Linked DNA regions of Mus musculus: region 2 is linked to region 1. The links are chromatin contacts, called in public Hi-C maps. All regions are on one chromosome and are shown on one strand. Each heading gives the region's core, a stretch centred on a gene start, on an enhancer-like site or on the middle of the called end of the contact. The rest is flanking DNA. Distances are from core to core; before and after follow the strand shown.

Region 1 (4,053 bases), core at 1,097-3,596:
CTAACCATCATTTAGATGGGTGGGGTAAGGTAGATAGAAATAAATTATAAAGGGTGTGTATGGATTACAGTTTATAATATCTGACCTCTGTTCTTTAATTCTTTCAAATGCCTTTTATTACATTTATTTATTTATTTATTTATTTATTTATTTATTTATTTATTTATTTATTTATTTGGGTGCACGTATGCCGTGCCACTCATGTGGAGTGCAGAAGGAATCTGACCTCAGTGGAGTCCTGAGGACCAAACCCAGGTCACCAGACCTAGCACCAGCAGTTTTATTGGCTGAGCCTTCTTGCCAGCCGTATTCATTTTTATAGACTGACTATTTCTATGTGTTTTTAAGAAGCAGGGTCTCACTGTGTAGCCCTAGGTGGCATGGAATTCCTTATGAAGACTAGGCTGGCCTCTAACAGAGATTCACCTGCCTCAATTTCCCAAGTACTGAGATTACAGGTACATGCTACATCATCTGGCTCTTAAGGGAATTGTTTAGGATTTATGCTATACTTTCCCATCTTTCAATTTGATCTTCCCATAGGTACCAATTGGACAGTTAAAGACAGGGAGAACTGAAAGTCATTTCAAATCAAACCTAAGATATCACCTGCCATCTGATGGTCATTAAGCTTGTTATGCCTCAAAACAAATAATGGCTTTTATGGGGATATGAGAGAGATCTCTTCAAAGAGGATGTGGAATGTCCAATCCTGTGATCCAAAGTCATTCCCAAAGCTAGATAGAGGTTCAGCAACTGGGAGGCCGAAGCAGGGCTATTCCATGTTTAAAGCCTAGGTTGAACTGTATAGTAAGACATTGCCTCAAGACAGAGTGGCAGAAAGAGAGAAGGAAGGGAAGGAAGGGGAACAGGAGGAAAGGAGAGGCAGCAGTGACCCTCTTTGTATGAGTAGTAGGAACTGCCTGGCTGGTGGGAGTGCGGGGGAATGGGGAGGGGATAATCCACTACTGGCAGGTGATAATTTGGGGTCTTGCTGAGTAGTAACAATGCAATAACACAGAGACATCAAAGGCTCATGCAGATATTAAGTTTTACCTCAGAAGTTTTACTTCTTCCCCAGCCACCTTGAGACTAGAGATAAGCAACATGTGTCCTTCAGCAAGAATAGGCACAGGGACAGAAATGGCTCCTGTCACATAAGACAAGCTCCACAACTCCTTCCATGGATATTTTATTCCCTATTCTAGGGAGGAATGAAGTATCCACGAGTTGGTCTTCCTTTTTGATTTTCTTGTGTTTTGGCAGTTGTATCTTGGGTATTCTAGGTTTTAGAGCTAAGACGAAAGGATGGGCCATCCAGAGACTGCCCCACCTGGGGGTTCATCCTATAATCAGCCACCAAACGCAGACACTATTGCATACGCCAGCAAGAGTTTGCTGAAAGGACCCTGATATAGCTATCTCCTGTGAAGCTTTTCCAGTGCCTGGCAAATACAGAAGTGGATGCTCACAGACATCTATAGGATGGAACACAGGGCCCCCAATAGAGAAGCTAGAGAAAGTACCCAAGAGCTGAAGGGGTCTGCAACCCTATAGGTGGAACAACAATATGAACTAGTACCCCCAGAACTAGTGTCTCTAGCTGCATATGTAGCAGAAGATGGCCTAATTGGCCCATCATTGGGAAGAGAGGACCCTTGGTCTAGCAAACTTTATATGCCTCAGTATAGAGGAACAGCAGGGCCAAGAAGTGGGAGTGGGTGGGTAGGGGAGTGGGTGGGTAGGGGAGTAGGTGGGGGAGGGTATGGGGGACTTTTGGGATAACATTTGAAATGTAAATGAAGAAAATATCCAATAAAAAAAATAAAAGGAAAAAAAAAAAAGACAAGCTCCACAGTGGGAAGGACTGTCCCTGGCCGTCCTGCTGGTGACCCTCATCAAGCTGTATGGAAAGGGAGCCAGGACAACAAGGGCTTTCAGTTTGCCAATCTGCACAGACTGGCTTGAGCAATAATAATCTCTTAGCCCCGTGCCTGCATTCGACCCTTAGACATTTCATCCTTAACATAAACAACACCAAAGGTAGCAAAGAAAGAAAAACAGCGGCTATCTCTAGGAAGATAAGGATTAAAATGAAAGTCCACAAGCCAAAAATCACAAGAGCCACAATAACCGAAAGACCTCCTCCTGAGGCACGGGACCTCTAGTCAACCTCAATTTGTAAAGGCAAGCAAGGAAAGGCCCTAAATGCTCCCATTTGATCACAGCTTTCAGACATCTAGGGCCTGGCTGCTTAAGAATTCTTACCATTAGTGGCTCTGGTCTATAGTGGCCCTTAGTTCTCAGCTCTAACTCCTTGAGTAAGGAGGGGATCCCAGCCCATCCCTTCTTTGTCAAAACCTCCTGGAGGTGGGGTAGCAGGAAGAAAAGCATTTCCTAGGGGCCTCTAAATCAGAATCGCAAAAGACAGGTTATCAACAGAAGAAGGCCTCAAGTACCAAGAGTACTGCAGCACCAGGAGTTTGCACAAAGGAAGTAGAAAGTAAAATGTAGAGCCAAGGAATGAGGTATCCTTTTAGCAAAAGAAAGAGGGCTGAACTCCAGAGGACAAAAGATTACAGGGAAGTGAGAAGGAATTACATGCCTGGAAACTAATAGGAGATGAGGGCTATTTTTAGTAAGGTCTATTTATACAAACTCATCTAGGTGTTGACTCCCTATCTTGAATGATAAAAGAGTTGCCCAGTTCCTCCTGGTGGGGTGGAGTGAAGGGCAACTTCCTCAATGGAAAATTTGTGTCCTTGCAAGGCACATGAGACGTTGCCTAGAATATGTGCAGTCTCCATTGCCTTCAGCTCAAAATAATCTTTTTGCCAAAGTGGCATATTATTTTAGGGTGGCATCCTAAGTGAATTTGACTCTTGTAAAAGATCACGGTTATACAAAGGGTCACTGGGTTCTCTTTCTATATGGAGAAGGATGTGGTCCCCAGCTTCATTATTTCATGTAGGACACCAAACAAAAGCCTTCTATGAAGGTGATGCCTTTTGAGAGAGTAGGGAAGGGATGGTTACAAAAGAATTTTTGGTGGCTTTTTCCTTTCCCTTTGTTTTTTTAAAGAGAGGAGGATTACAATATGCTACCCAGGCTGATCTTGAACTCCTAGGTTCAAACAACCTTCCCAGGCCAGCCTCCTGAATGACCACCTTGGGATCACCAATTCTTTATAATTATTAATCTTTAGTAACCACACAAAATAAGGTCCTTTTTACAGCATTTTTTTTCTGCATAGATATCACTCTCTTTTGCCTGTGTTCACTCCATGACTTTCCCTGTGTCCTCCTCTCATTCCTGCTGGTCTCCAAATAATTTCCAGCTTTCATGTGAAAGCACAAAACATTACTGTGGTGTGGTTCATGCCTTGAATCGTAGGGTACCAGAGGTAGAGGCAGATGGATCTTTGTGAGTTCAAGGCCAGCCTGTCTACAAAAGGAATTCTAGGACAGCCAAGGCTACACAGAAAAACTGTCTCAAAAAACAGCAAGAAGATAGAAAGGAAATAATTCTAACTGTTGTCAAGCTGTCTGATTTTTAAAGCAGGCTGGCCTTGAACTCACAAAGATCCATCTGTAAAATTTAATCATCAATGTTCTTGGCAGCAAGACTAAGGTATACAGAGAGAAGACCATATCTTAAAAGAGATTAAGGTCAGCCTATGACTACCTCTGTAATATGACACTTATTTAAATTAGGAAGTGTATAATATGCTTTGTTTATTTTAAGAAAGTAACTTTGGTGGCTGATAAAACATACATCAATGTGAAGAAAAATTGGTGTCAGGAAGCCAAAACTATATTGTAACTGTCTACTTGAAAAGCAATAAGGGATTCCCATATGTGCTAGCCATATCATACATGTATGTGCTAGTCATACCATTCTACCTGAGTCAGATTCCACTGAAACTGGTTCTGTTGGCTTCACCAATTTCTCAGAAGCCCTAATACTGTGTCATCTAGGGCATCATATATCCTCTGTGTTAGAGATACTCTATGGACCTAGTCTTTTGCTACCAACCAACTTTGCAGCTGAGCT
Region 2 (4,053 bases), core at 704-3,203, 170 kb before region 1:
AAGGGTAACTAATGCTGTTGGGTTCTACCAACATCATTTTCACCTTCTTTTTAACCTCGTGTGGCTCAGGCATTAGAACATGTTTAAAACTAATGAAAAAGCTTAGACAGTGGTGGTTTTCGCATCCTTGTTTTGTTTCATTTCTTCTTCTCTACCACATCCCCCGATAACGATTTCCACGGGCTGGAAACAGTGAGGACAGAAGTTCTCACTGGATATATTTTAAATGGGGTTGATAGCTCCGCAAGTGATCTCATAGCCCCCAAAGCACTTTACACACTGAGTAATCACTTCAGACACTAAATATAGAAAATATAATCTTTAAAACCATCACAAATAAATCCATATTTGAAACTTAGTCTACCACAAAGTGTCTCTGCTTTTGATGTAGCCTTTAAAAATCGTCATGGATGCCCTGATGGAGCTGGCTTCTTGTTACTGCTCTTCTTGTTGGTTTGATTGATTTTCTTCATGATGCTTTAAGGTATACCTCACCCTCTTAGTCATTTTGGTTATGTGGAAGCAGGATGCTGTCATGATGGGAACGGTGTACCCAATGATCTTCATCTAATTCCTTACTGGATTAGGGAGTAAATATCTCATTTCTGAGGTTTAAATAAAACCATGATAATTTTTTTATTTATGGAGGATTTTCTCTATATAACATGCACAGTATTGCTATAAAATAATAGGCTTTATAATACATATAACTAAACTATATGTCTTTAAACACACACATATATAACTATAACTATATATGTATATATAGTTTACACTGAGGATTGATGTTATTTCAGCATTAATAACTCCATTTATTCAATATTTAATTAGGCATGGACATGAGTAGTAGATTAATTGCAAGTATATTAGGATAGAGTAATTTCAAGACAAAGGTTTTGTTTTCTATAAAAACACAATGCAAATAACCACCATTTCAATCACTCATCCATCTGGTACATCAGTCTTGTGATCTATTTATTTAAGCTACATACCAGTAATAACTGGTGTCAGATCTGAAAGATGTGGCCCATGCCTTCTCTGGTGTGCTCTGGCATGCTCTGGTGTGGTTGTGTCAGCAGAGGCTCACATGCTGGTATTAAACACAACCCTGAGCAGTTAGGAAAAAAGAAGCATTTCTTCAAACAAACTTTCTTTGGCAAGTTCACCTTGGTTGTAGATGACCGAGAAAATAATGAACTAGAACCTTACTTAATCTTTTCCAAACGTGAGTTCTCTTAGATGACTGAGATATTTTGTCCCATAACAGTGATTTTTCATGTTGAAATTTTTTTCTTATTTATAAATAATAAAGTAGGTGTAAAAGTGCTTTACATGGATAAATCCTCTCCTTAGATAGTAAAAATACTTGTGATTTCACCATTTATGTAGCAAGCAGGTTTTGTTACCTGGGGGGCTAGCAACCTGAGGTGAGGACCTCTGCCTAAGTATATAACTTAGTATAGTCACTTTAGCTCAAAATCCATTCTGGAGAGTGGTGCCTTTATGAAGTGCATTTGGTTTCACTAAATGCTTTTTTTAAACCACATAAAATAGCATATGATGTCACCTCTGATTCCTGTGTAAAGAAGTTCCCTCCTTCTTGCCCAAATCCTTCTACTCCACACCCCACCCCACAAGTTTGACTAACTCATCCACGTTGAAGTTTTCTTTCCCTTCCCAAACCATGCTTTTGACATTTCTGTCCTCTCTTGCATGTATTTTGTTTTCCACTTTGATTTTCTGTCTTTCCAGGTTTCCTTTAGATACTGATGTGAATCTTGGGAGATTCCCTTTGCTTCTTTCGGAAAAACAAATAAATAAGAGAGACTAATATAGAATGCAACAACGGTGGGAAGTCACAGTCACAAACAGCAGCCATGGCACAGGACACCACAGAGACAAAGCTTGCTCACTCCTGCCTTCCCTGAGACGCCTCCCTGGGAGGGTATCCCTTTGAAACAGAAGCCACCAACCACCCCTCAGGGATGGAAAACAGTAAGCTGTGAATGATAAAGGATTAAGTCATAGGTTATCAATGTGCACAGGGCTTTGTTGGCCTTTGTTCTGAGGGCATACAAGACATTTTCCCCCCTTTAGTGGTTGGAATTTGATTCATTTCCTCTTTTTTCCCCTTTGGTTTCTGATCTAGAATTCTAAGCTTATCTGTTAGAGCAGTTTGAAACCTGTGCTGAATCTAAGGGGTCTAGGTGTGCCTACAGCAGCTATTCGAGCAGCTGGTTGATAAGACAGTAGGTTTTGTAAATGTTTTCCAGTCTCTAATAGACTGGGCTTGGAGAATAACACTGATATCTAGGAACAAAACCCATCTCACAAGACTGTTATCCTGATTTCCCCTTAAAGCTGGTTCAAGAAGTATTCCAAAGCTAATCTTTACCAGGCCATTGTCTCTGCCTTCCACTCCCTACAGTGGCATGAGAGGAAGTTAATGACAAGTAGCTGAGTAACCAGAAATGGCAGGTGTGATCCACTGAAAATCTGGCTCCATTAGGCTACTGTCAAAACCCTTACAAGAACTTTCCATCCTAAACGGTCACTGTTAGTTAGCTGGGTCTTTGACAACTCCAGGCATACTACAAGGAAAATGTGGGCACATTTTACATCCTCATTTTTTTTGAAACCTTTGTGGATTACAGCTAGGATAACATGGGTGGCCTGCTTCCTTAAGGTCCAACAGGCTTATATCCTTCAAAGTGGGAAAACTCCAAAATGATCAAAAGAGAAGCCACTGATTGGCTATTGGCACTCTATTCCTTGAAATCATGCTGTGGATTAGCAAATGTTAATTGCTGAGTACAGAGTTGTCTTGCTGGGGCTTGCTTCAGAGTCGGGAATTGGGAATTTAATTTTCCTGCTTTGGAAGCCTGCTTTGGCATCTAGGTGTGCACAAAAGGGAATGGGCGGAGTCTTCTACCTAATGGGGAAGGCAACCTAGAAACAAGCTGAGAGCTGGGTCTGAGATTCTAAGAATCAGAGCCTTCCCAGTCCCAAACTCTGCAACCTGTGGTTGCAGAGCCACTATCCTGCTTCTTACCCCTCCATACTACACTGCAATGAAAAAAAGAGAAGACACAGGCCAAAGTGAAAAAAATTCCCTGTAAACAGCACTCAAGGCAGGCAGTGGTATTCTCAGGGACATTAACTGATTTCTAGTTATTATTTATTAAAATCTTCAGAAAACTGGCTTCTTTTCCACTTGAAAAGAAACTACTCCAAAGGAGCCTTCGACTTGGTGCTAAGTGTGAAATTACAGGGCAAAAAGCAGTTAGGTGAGCTGTAAAATCTCTGTATCTCACTAATACCAACTGTAAAGTAAGGGACATAAAAATTACACATTTCAAAGGCCTGTTTTAATGTTTAAATTACATTGTAGTACTTAATATTAATTTGCTGCTTTGGAGCCAAGCATTATTCTCAATGTAAATATGGTTTTATTGTAATTATCATCAATATTAGCCATCATCCTTCCCCCCCAACCCCCTTTAGTTTTTTAAGACGGGGTTTCTATGTGTATCCCTGGTTGTCCTGAAACTCACTCGGGAGACAAGGGATGGCCTCAAACTCAGAGATCAGCCTGCCTCTGTCCCTCAAGTTCCAGGATTAAAGGCACACACCAACCACCAGCTGGCCATTATCCTTATCTTTACATCACATTTTAAGAAACTGTAAAAAAAACTTTAACCTGAGGAGCTGAAATCAGAAATACTCCAAATTCCAAAATTTTAGATTCTGAATTTCTGGATAAGGTATACTCAAACTGGTAAAACTCCTATACATATTCCAAAATCCAAAATCTCCTTCAGAGCAAAGAGTTCTGGTCTCAAGCATTTCTGGTGAAAGATGCTCAACCCGTGCTTGCACCAACACATCCATGTTTATACTGTAGACATATTTGACATGGGATAGGTGATTCCTGAGTTTGGATTTTTAGAAGGCATATATATCAGAAGCATGAGCTCAAAGTCAAAGCTTATATTCTTTAAGTTTAGCTGATATGCATTAAAGTGGTGTTTTCCAACTTTTAGGCACCACAAA

The links. A called contact is a pair of places that touch in the nucleus more often than the background predicts.
Region 2: a contact with region 1 is called in a Hi-C map of reprogramming fibroblasts, with 1.9 times the contacts expected there. The contact joins two enhancer-like sites. A contact is called at or near these places in 4 of 484 Hi-C or Micro-C datasets (the HPC-7 cell line, pancreatic cancer cells and reprogramming fibroblasts), 5 of 115 datasets of contacts at active chromatin or transcription factors (embryonic fibroblasts, embryonic stem cells and extraembryonic endoderm stem cells) and 1 of 9 other capture datasets (embryonic stem cells).

Annotation. Positions count from the first base shown.
Region 1 is chr8:32,043,119-32,047,171 of GRCm38.p6, reverse strand. It overlaps a transcript of Nrg1 not described here. Among named protein-coding and RNA genes, the nearest start is that of Gm26578, 35 kb to the right of the region's middle. Within about 2 kb of position 2,346, at least 10 of the 459 cell types and tissues checked have an H3K27ac peak or open chromatin away from gene starts, as enhancers often do. A contact at or near this core is called in reprogramming fibroblasts, where this site is marked.
Region 2 is chr8:32,208,156-32,212,208 of GRCm38.p6, reverse strand. It overlaps a transcript of Nrg1 not described here. Among named protein-coding and RNA genes, the nearest start is that of Gm22140, 24 kb to the right of the region's middle. Within about 2 kb of position 1,953, at least 14 of the 459 cell types and tissues checked have an H3K27ac peak or open chromatin away from gene starts, as enhancers often do. A contact at or near this core is called in reprogramming fibroblasts, where this site is marked.